Regions from separate parts of the Mus musculus genome. Here all the other regions are linked to region 2. A link is a contact called in public promoter capture Hi-C and targeted proximity ligation data. All regions are on one chromosome and are shown on one strand. The core of a region is the stretch at or near the end of the contact, and the rest is flanking DNA. Distances in the headings are between cores, read along the strand shown. Region 1 overlaps Ago2 (argonaute RISC catalytic subunit 2). Region 2 holds the start of Ptk2 (PTK2 protein tyrosine kinase 2). Region 3 holds the start of Chrac1 (chromatin accessibility complex 1).

Region 1 (3,079 bases), core at 186-2,685, 270 kb before region 2:
CTCTCCAAGACACCCGCCATCCTTCCCTCCACAGACCTTGACCAGGACACAGAATAACCAGGTGAACAAACCTACCTGACCTTCAGGTCAAAGAAGACTTAACAAAAGAACAGTCAACGGACTGTGGTCCCTGCTCCCTGCTCTCAGGTGGTCACCACTGGTCCAAGCAGAGGAAGCTGAGAACAGGATCAGCCAAACCACAGTCAGGAAGCTCAGACACACTGTGTGGGAGCCAATTATCGCACGTGGTTGGGCAGACCCCCCCCCCCCCCCCCCCCCCCCGCTTACAAAGTCAACGAAAGAAGCGTGCCTGGGAAGCCCAGCCCAGGGTCCACCCCCCTTCTGTCACCATTGATGTGGTCTCAGCACCCAGACCTGGCCACAGCATATTTTCAGACTCTCACTTCTAGGGTCACCTGGAAGCCCACCCCCTATCGCCAGCTATGGGGACTGCAGAGTGTCACCAGCCAGCTGGGGCTGCAGGCAGCATCAATAAAGGGAATGGGGAAACATGAAGTGTGATTTCACAAGACACTGTTTCCATTACCTCTGGAAGGAATGACAAGGCAGCTACTTCATAGAGAGCAACAGAGAGTATAAAATCACATCTGGCCCTTACAAATTCTCTGTCCTAGACCTCTTCCTAAGTACTGCGATCCCATGATCCCTCTTCTGAGACACCAGAGACCTATTTTTATCACTCCCGGGGAGCCCCAAGTGCACACTGCCAAACAAGCAGGAGGTTCAGACCCAAAGCCCTGGAGAGAAGCTGGCTCCGTGTGAGCACAGAGCTCCCAAGAGAAGGGAGCAGAGCAGGGAAACAGCTAAGCTTGTGAGGTATAGGCTCTGACCCGACAGATAATGTGCCAAGCTCGAGGCAAAAGGCGGCACGCCCCCACACCCCTCCTTTCTGACACTGAGGAGGAAAGCACCAAAGACTCCCAGGTGGCTGGCCCTGTCCTCTGTATCCTCCGGGCACAGCCCTCAGATACCCAATGTCCCTTCTTCCCCAATCCCAGAAGCACTCAGACACCTGCTCTGGCAATTGGTCTCCTACCCTTGAAGGTCCTGAATGTTCCCAGCTGCCTTCTCAGGAAATCCTTGGGACCAAGAAGGCAAATCCTATCTTTCACCTAGGAGGCCTCAGGGAGGGGCAGTGTCCCCTACTAAAGCCCTAGATGATGTACCCAGCTACTGCTCACTGCTGGAGAGGGTTCCCCGGCAGGGAGACTCCCAGGACACAATCCCAGCGTGGTGCCAGCGTGGTAACAACGCCGGCACCCAGTGTTTGCCTACTCGCTGATCACTTAGCACATTTGTTTGAGAGCTCCATTTTTAGAGCCCCATCACAAACAGAAAGGGAAACACAGAGAATGAGTAACCAACTTCCTGTATGAGCAACCGCGTCCAGGAGACCAAAAGATCTGGTGTTTGCGACAGATGCCAAGAGAGGCCCAAGCCTGCCGCAGTACACGATGGCCTCAAAAGTCCTGGGGCACATAGGGGATCTGCACAAGGGAGACTGCTGAGATGCCTACCCTCCCACCTCCTACCTGGAGCATGGGTGCGCATATATCCAGCCTCCCTATAAGAGACAGCACTGTACCCTGGAAACATTTGCTATGCCCACGTGCTCAGTTTAAGCACAAACACCAGCTCCAGACAACAAACATGGGACATCGGGGACAGACTAGGGACCAGGTCACAGGAAGGTCCTGGGAGCAACCTACCACACACTTGCACTGTAGGCTTGGAGTGCCCTGAGTCCCTAGCATAGGGCCAGCCTCAGCCTCCCACACCAGGACTGACTAGCAAAAAAAGAAAAAGGAAAAACAAAACAAACAAACAAAAAAGAAAACCAAAAAATCCATGGCACGTGTGTAGTAGGGGGTGTGCAGCAGCAGGATGGGTCTACTCTACCCATATTCCTACCTGCCCTCAGGCACCTAGGAAAGGGTCCTGAATCCTGTGACTCGGCCCTGACAACCCAGGTTACCAGCGCACTATCCACTTCTTGCCGTGGGACAAGGATGCTGGATGTTGTTGGAGCATCATGTACAACCCAGAGCAGCACTGTGTAGTCAACATTTCCTGGGAGAACTTGCTTCCTGAGGGATGTGGAGAGGCCCTGGGTGGAATACCCAGTCCATTCCTCGCAGGGCCGTCAGGAAGTGGGTGGTAGACAGATGGTCCCCACCCAGATAATGTGCCAAGCTCGAAGAGCCCTGCTGCAGGCCAGCAACCTATGCTTGCTACAAACTACTACCAAGGAGGGTCACAATGCCTTCTGGAAAAACCTATATCCTCCCTCTCCTTACAGGCTTAGGAACAGGGGACCTGACTGCCCTGGCTGCTGCGCCTCTCCTGGCCTGGCCCTCTGCACAGGCCCTCAGGAATGTTCTCAGTCAACCAGGGACCACTCTTAGTCAAGGGGCCTTGCGGCTTCTTCTCTGCCCATGGTGGAGCTGAAACAGAGCCATTACTGTAATATACTTTTATTCTCTCCAACCTTGATAATAAAAAATTACAGAAGACAGAGAAAAGTAGACTAAAACCACAGAGAGAGTCACCACAAGACAATCCCTGTGAAATGAACCTCAAAGCACACATGCCCCAGCTAGACCTGACTGGGTTTTTCCACCCCACCCCACCCCTCGTCCTTCCTTTAACATTATACCATGCCCAGACCTCCAAACCACCTCAGGGTTTTCCAAACTCCCTCTGGACCACACAGTCTAGGCTGACGCCCCTGAGAGAACACACCTCTATCTCCCTTCATCCCGGGACAGAAACCAGGACCCACATCGGGAACTCCGACAGCACCCGCCCTCAGCACTGACTGCCCATCTTCCTGCCCTGTCTTCTTCAGGCTGAGGCCTCTTGCCTACAGCTTCTCAGAACTAAAGTATCCACCTCACTGAGCTCCTCCGTGGCCCTCACCCTGGCCCAGGCACTTCACAGCTTAGGAGCCCACCAGAGGTGATCCCTGTATAGATGACACTTTGTGGCATCAGAGTGTGCTGTGGAACCAAGGACCCAATGGGAGCCAGAGGCTACACAACTCTGTGGGTCTGTGTGT
Region 2 (3,406 bases), core at 476-2,975:
CATACCCCGCTTCCTCCGTGCTGCCTCCTCCCACCCTTCACAGCTACTGCTGGAACTCCACCCCCAACACTTCCTTGTTTAGTGGGCTGCCAGCCTCAAACACAGTAGGTCCCATCTACTCTAGGGAGCTTGCCAAAGCTGTCCTGGCCCCACACTATGGATTTTGAGCCAAAAGGACTTACCTGTCCAGGCATCATCTCTTCCTGAGCCACACAGTCCTAAAAGCTGTGACTTGTGGGTCCCTCCCAAACAGAAGCCACCTTTGCCTGTAGATCACGTATAAGTTAGCTTATATGGCAATGTCCCTAACAAGATCCTTTCCAGGAAAATGTACTCTTGTAGCCTTTTAATAAGCTCAAGTGTCTTAAAAGGAGGCCAGGGATCGGCCCACTTACAACAGCCACAAATATAAAACTAAATTCATAATAATACTGGGAACCATGTCCACGTTCCTTAAAGTTTCCTGTTAGGACTGGGGGCGTGGCTTTGTGGACCAGCACGAACCGCGTGGGAAGCCCTGGTGTTTCATACCCAGGAAAAAAAAAAAAAAGTTCACGTTTAAATACTACACGAAACTCAACAGTATCACTGAGTGGAAATATTATCTATAGTGTATCTCCACAAAAATTCGGAGAATGCTAATGTTAGATGAACTAGCTCTTTTTATGTCTGCATTCACAATACTTCTGTCCCAGGTCACTGTTCAGAGACCTGTCTTTGAAAGGAGACTTTTCATTCCTCAGTTTATAAATACACACACACACAGTGAGGCGCTGCTATTTCACTTCAAGTAGTAATAACCCATTACCACAACCATGATAAAGCTTCCATTCTAAGTAGAAATGCCAGCGCTGGTCAGATTTAAAACGAACCCGCAAACTCTTGCAGTGCCTTCAGCTCCAACCTATTTCAACCAGTTCCCATAATCATTACAGTATTGCTATTATCTTGGTCCCACTGCCAAACACCCAGCTGCAGTCTAACTATGCAAGAATGAGACACTGTTGAAATGGCTTTCAAAAAGCAACTTTCTCCTCGGCGCATTTCTCCGCAAAAAAAAAATTAAAATAAAATAAAATAAACCTTACAATTAAACGACACAAGTGCGCACACAGACACGATCGCTCCTCCGAGCGGTGCCACAAAAGCAGCCGGCGAGGACCGGCGGGGACAGGCAGCGCGCCGTGGCGGGGCTGGGTCGGGGCGGAGGGAACTTGGACAGCACAATGACTCCGGGGTTCGTGCGGTCGCACTGGAAGCCCCGCGCCGGCCACCCCGCGGCTGCTCAGCACTCCGCCTGCCACCTCTTTTGTTTTTCGGCTTTCGGGCCTCCCGGTCCCCGCCGCGCCCGCCCCGCCGTCCCGGACCCCGCGGCCTCTCGCGCCCCAGCCCCGCGGCCTCCTCAGCCCTCGGGGCCCGGCCTGACGAGGAGCGAGGCCGGGGCGCGGTGGGGGCCGTGTCCGCCGAAGCCCGCACCGCGGCCCGCGCCGCCCAACGCCCTGAGCCCGCGCCTCCGCGGCCGCGGCCCGAGCCCCGCACTCACCGGCCACCACTGGGCGCGCGAGGCTGAGGCAGATAGAAGGCAGCGGGGCGGCGCCGGCACCGGCAGCCGTGCTCTCTCCCACGCGCACGCCGGGCGCACGGCGGTCCGGCCGGCGGCGGTAGCGGTGACGGCGGGCTCGCGCCCTCGGGCCGTGCTGAGTCGGCGCGGGCCCGCGCGTGCGCCGTGGCTGGGGAGCGCGCGCCCACACCTCGCGGCGCGCAATGCCTCACCTCAGCGCAGAGCTCTACGCCTGCGCAGTGCGGACCGCGCCTGCGCAGAGCAGTCCGGCGCGCCCGGCTCCTAGTAAAGTGTATCCCAGCTGTGCGGGCGTGGCGTCGTCCGCGGATAGCGCTGTTCCGGGATGACGAGGTGGCCCCTGTGGCCGCCCCAGGGTCTGCGGACTAGGCCTGGGTCCCTCACGGTCACAGGAGATCCTTAGCCGCACACACGCCGGCCCTGATCTTCTCCAGGCTTCACCGCTTCAATAGAGGTTCATGGGCTTTCTGTAGATGGGGAAACTGAGGCACAGAGAGTATTTTAATGGATCTCTGAAGACGGTCCGAAAGATCGTTTAGGAGTGCCTGGGGCCACTCACATTCCAGCCCCTTCCCGCAGCCCCTGTAGATCTTAAGACTGGGGAAGCCTTTCGGGGACACTGGGTGGACAGGAGGGCCAGAACGGGAGAGCCACTGTGGATGGCTGCTGGCTTAAGAGCCAGTTCCAGCGCGGAACTTACCACGAAACGTGAGACTGGGGGGACACCTTTGCCTGAATCAAGCAGGTGGCCCTGTCCTTCCGAGCCGTGCCTAGTTTCCCTGAGTTTGTTTTTGTGCAGCAACCCTACGGAGAGTCTTAAGCAGGAAGTGGTGACTGATTTGTGATCTCTGAAAAAAAAAAAGGAAAAAAATCACTGGCATCCTTGCGGTAGGAAATGAAACCAGAAGCGGGGAACTTTCATTTTTAATGGTGTCATTTTGATCTTCGACCACAAGCCAACGAGCAAGCAGGACAGGCAGTGAAAGGTGAACACAGAACCACCAACCACTACATACCTGGGAGCTGTAATTTACTCAGGTATAATAAAACGCTTTGAGTTGTCGAGATTTTGCCATATTTTAGTGTTTCTTTTTTATTGTTTTTTTTAATGAAGTGTATTAAACTTGGATTTGAACTAGTAGTGGTGGTTATGTTTGGGGGTTTTTTTTTCTCTCCCAGATTTATTTATTTTATTGTACTTGTGTGTTTTCCTTGAATGTATATATGGGTATCACACACATGCCTGGTGCACGTGGAGGTCAGAAGAGGGTATTGGATCTCTTCTGAAATTAGAGATAGTCGTGAGCCAGCCACCATGTTGGTGTGGGAATAGAATCTAGGACCTTTCCAAAGACAAGTGCTCTTAACCACTGAGGGATCCCTCTAGCTCTAGTTTTATTTTGTTTCGTTCTTGTTTGTTTGTTTGTTTGTTTGAGATATAGTTTCATGTAGCCCAGGCTGTACTAAAACTTTCTGTGTAGCTGAGGATAGCCTTGAACTCCAGCTCTTTCTACTTCCATCTTCTGGTGCTGGGATTACAGATTATGTCACAATAGCCAACCTATAGTGTTTTTCTGCACTTAAAATTAGAAGGGATTATGTCTCTGTGTCACCTCTAGCACTTTTTCTTCGGCCCCATGTTAGTTGTCACTTCGGTAATGTCAGCTGACTACTTTGAAACCCGAGCCACCCATTGCCCTGCTGAGTGTGCTCCCATCTAGGCTCCTTGCCTGCTTACCCTGTTGTCTCCAAACCTATTGTTCAGAACAGTTCAACACTGCTCTTGTCCGTCTCTCGATTGTCTCTGCTCTGGACTTCTAGATTCAT
Region 3 (3,464 bases), core at 837-3,336, 330 kb before region 2:
TCTTAGAAAACAACAAAAAAGAAAGAAGACAGATTGCAAAATAGGGAAACTTTATTCAAAGCAAAGCAATACAGATTAGGAGTGTGTGGTCAAGAAAACAGTGGGTCACATCAGTGAAGATACTCAGGGGCCTCACATTATTATTGCCCTAGCTTCAGAGATCTGAAGGGAGGGGAGCTAGTTACTAAGGGGGTATAGTTTGGGTGATTCACTATTTTGACAGATTACAACTTTTCTACCTTACATGCCCTCCAATAATGTTTGATTTTTAACTGCATGCACACCCAGTTGCAACTAGGCAATAAGATGGTAAAATGGGTTTTCCTAAGAGTTCACTTTAAGGACAGTTTGCTTTATTATGCATGCACTCCAAACTAGTTCTGGCTGGCCTCCTTCTCCTTTCATTACTAGAACACAACCAAATAGAATCTAAGTTTATACCAACTAAGTGGAGGAGAAACATTCCAGTGTTCAGAGCGGTGTGTGTTTGTGTGCCAATCCTCCCGTGCATGATGGGGAGAGTGGTACCATAGGCTATTAGTGGCATTGTTCAGAAGTGTGCACAGCCCAAGCCTAGTGGCATCCTAGCTTCCTAAAACAGTCCTATGCTTGTCTGCCTCACTTGGGTGAAAGGAAGCATGTGAAAGGCAGGCAAAACTCATCTTGTCTAACGGCTTTCCTTTGCTGCAGATCTGAGAACAAACATCACTTCTCAGAGGCCAGCTTACCAGTTATGACACTTCCCACTGGAAATGGTATTCTTTCCCCAGACATCTGGGTGAACATAGCCTTATTGAGAGCACGCAGCTAGCTTGCTCACCAACTGTGCCTTCGTGCCTGACACTAACACTGGATATAAGTTCTACATCTATGGTCTCAAACAACCTGGGATACAAAGTATTCAGGAAAAAAAACAAAACAAAACAAAACAAAACCCATCCCTGCTGACTGGACATGTAGAAATCTCTCATCATTGTTCCCTAACAGTCCAGCAACTACTCATATGGCATTCACGAAGCACTTAATCAAGAAGACATGGGTATTGTATGAGAATGTGCCTAGGCGTTATGCAGTTGTCGTCTTTTGTATTTAAGACTTTTCTGTCGGGCGTGGTGGCGCACACACTCCGGAGGCAGAGGCAGGGGGATTTCTGAGTTCGAGGCCAGCCTGGTCTACAAAGTGAGTTCCAGGACAGTCAGGGCCATACAGAGAAACCCTGTCTCAAAAAACCACACACACACACACAAAAAAAAAAAAAAAAAAAAAAAAAAGACTTTTCAGCATGTACAATTTCAGTATGTGTGGGGATCTTAGAACCAATCCCCCAATAGATACTGAGGGACAGTTGTATCTTATGTTTATTGGACTAGGATATACTACGGTAATGACGACACTAAAACCAAACATGATCCAATCTATAAAACCCTGCCGATTTAGTTCCTCCAACTATATTTAGTGCCATCTTAGGAGTTTTTGTTCTCTTCAGACCACATCAACTTTACTCTCCCAAGTTTACTCCACAGCTCATCTAAGCAAAAGTCCACGGTCTCACGGTTTCATCTGCCGTGGAGTCCCACTTTCTGATATTCTTGGACGCTCCCTCCAGACCACTTGATAGGATGTTTCTAATAGTCTTCATTCTAAAGTCATGGCCCATCTTCTTCAACAAGACCTTGTGTGGCCAGGCTGGCTAGAACTCTTGGTGATCCTTTTGGCATTGTGGTGGGATTACAGAAGACTCTAGGACCATTCAGTTCACCTGTCTGCTTAGCAGGCTAATCCCCATACGCCTCAAGAAAGACATGGGTAGTGGCCGCCTTTCCTCCCTATTCCTCTGGCCAAACTGTTGCCATGGTTCGTTTGATTCCCTCCAGAACATGACCTCCTAAGACATCTCTCCAGTTTTTGAAAGGACAAATCTGTGCAGCTCGGGACTGCCCGAGCAAGCACTCGGACGCCTGAGAGCGCTTCTTCCGGGAGACTGCCCCGGCGTTTCCGAGAGGGATTTTCCCGGGCGCCGGCTCCCAGGCTTTCGGGCCACCGCGCTCCACAGCGTCTGCGCAGGCGCGGCCGCGCGAAGCATCACGGGCCGCCCGGGACGGACGCGGAAGATGGCGGACGCGGCCGTGGGGAAGGAAAAGTGCGGGGACCAGCGGCTCGTGTCATTGCCCCTGTCCCGCATCCGAGTCATCATGAAGAGCTCTCCCGAGGTGTCGAGCATCAACCAGGAGGCGCTGGTGCTCACGGCCAAGGCCACGGTGAGCGGCCGGCGGGGCGACGAGAGGGGCGGGCGCGGGCACCAACCGCCCCTCGGGCTCCGCACACACGCGCCTTGGCCTTTGGCTGCCCTGCGGGGGCCGCGCGGCGCCTCTTTCTCTTGCGTCTGCGCGCTACACACCTCCTCCTCCCCTCCCGCGGGCTCAGCTCCGCCCACTGCGCCGCTTTCGCTCTGCAGGATCGTCTGGCTCCCAGCGTCCTCTGCGCCCCGCCTCCCGCGTCACTCCCCGCTGGGCCTCGCGCACGCGTAGTTAAGGGTTCGGCTGCGTGCGCGAGTTGAGGCGGGTCTATGTCGTGCGGGAGGTCGGGCTGACTCTGACTTCCCCCAGGAAGATGCGGGAAGGTTCTCCAAGCTTCCAGGACGGCTTGCAAGGCTGTCTAGGGCTCTTCAGCCCTCAGGACTCTGGAGGTAGTCAGAGTTTACGCAGACATCCGCTGTCACAAGTTAAATTATAACCGCATAGTCCCCTCCCAACACACATCGCTTTGTCTTCTTATTTTGTTCTATATTTCCAGCCATCTCTCAGTATGTTTTCCCTATCCTGGAGCTCTGTAAACCACCAGAATTACCTTGAACTCGAAAGAGATCTGCTTGTCTCAGCCTACCAAGTGTTGCTGGGGTTTAAGGCTTGTGCCACCACACCCTGCCACCTTGGTCTTGGCCCTTCTGAGTACGGCGATTAAAATTTCCTGACCCCACTCCTGGTTTAAAGTTTGGTTTCGATAGTGGTAGGCCGGGAACCTTATTGTTCTGAGACCCAGCCATGACTATTGGCTCTACCTTCTTTTCCAGCCTCTGCTTCTAGAACTTCATTCAGTGCGTGGCATTTTTTTTTTTTTTTTTTTTTTTTTACAATATTTTGGACTAGGGACAAAGGTACAAATCTTGTGACTGCAATAGAGTCAACCTTAAGTAGATCCTGATAAAATAACAATAGTTCCCCAGTATCTTTGGATTGGTCCTCCAAAGCCAAATACAAATCTTAGGATAACAAGCCCCTTTTAGACAGTGGTGTATATTTACATGTAAACTATACATGTCTCATTTCTAAATCATCTTAAGATCATGGTGGTGGCTGGGCAATGGTGGCGCATGACTTTGATCCCAGCACTTGGGAGGCAGAGGCAGGCGGATTTCTGAGTTCAAGGCCAGCCTGGTCTACAGAGTGAGTTCCAGGACAGCCAGG

Evidence for each region. Promoter capture Hi-C pulls out the DNA fragments that hold promoters and counts their contacts.
Region 1: a targeted proximity ligation map of pancreatic cancer cells shows a contact between it and region 2. A contact is called at or near these places in 2 of 39 promoter capture datasets (the C10 cell line and liver), 2 of 484 Hi-C or Micro-C datasets (both in cortical neurons) and 1 of 130 datasets of targeted methods (pancreatic cancer cells).
Region 3: a contact with region 2 is called in a promoter capture Hi-C map of second pharyngeal arch cranial neural crest, with 3 times the contacts expected there. A contact is called at or near these places in 12 of 39 promoter capture datasets (the 3T3-L1 cell line, 3T3-L1-derived adipocytes, the C10 cell line and 7 more), 3 of 484 Hi-C or Micro-C datasets (CD4 T cells, muscle stem cells and myocytes) and 5 of 130 datasets of targeted methods (embryonic stem cells, extraembryonic endoderm stem cells, memory CD8 T cells and 1 more).

Annotation. Positions count from the first base shown.
Region 1 is chr15:73,148,401-73,151,479 of GRCm38.p6, forward strand. The region is part of intron 1 of Ago2 (argonaute RISC catalytic subunit 2); the gene reads right to left. Among named protein-coding and RNA genes, the nearest start is that of Ago2, 35 kb to the right of the region's middle.
Region 2 is chr15:73,421,466-73,424,871 of GRCm38.p6, forward strand. It overlaps Ptk2 (PTK2 protein tyrosine kinase 2), which reads right to left and starts at 1,726. Exons shown (of 35, transcript NM_001358046.1): 1 at 1,544-1,726.
Region 3 is chr15:73,088,326-73,091,789 of GRCm38.p6, forward strand. Chrac1 (chromatin accessibility complex 1) reads left to right here and starts at 2,087. Exons shown (of 3, transcript NM_053068.3): 1 at 2,087-2,258. The coding sequence starts at 2,112.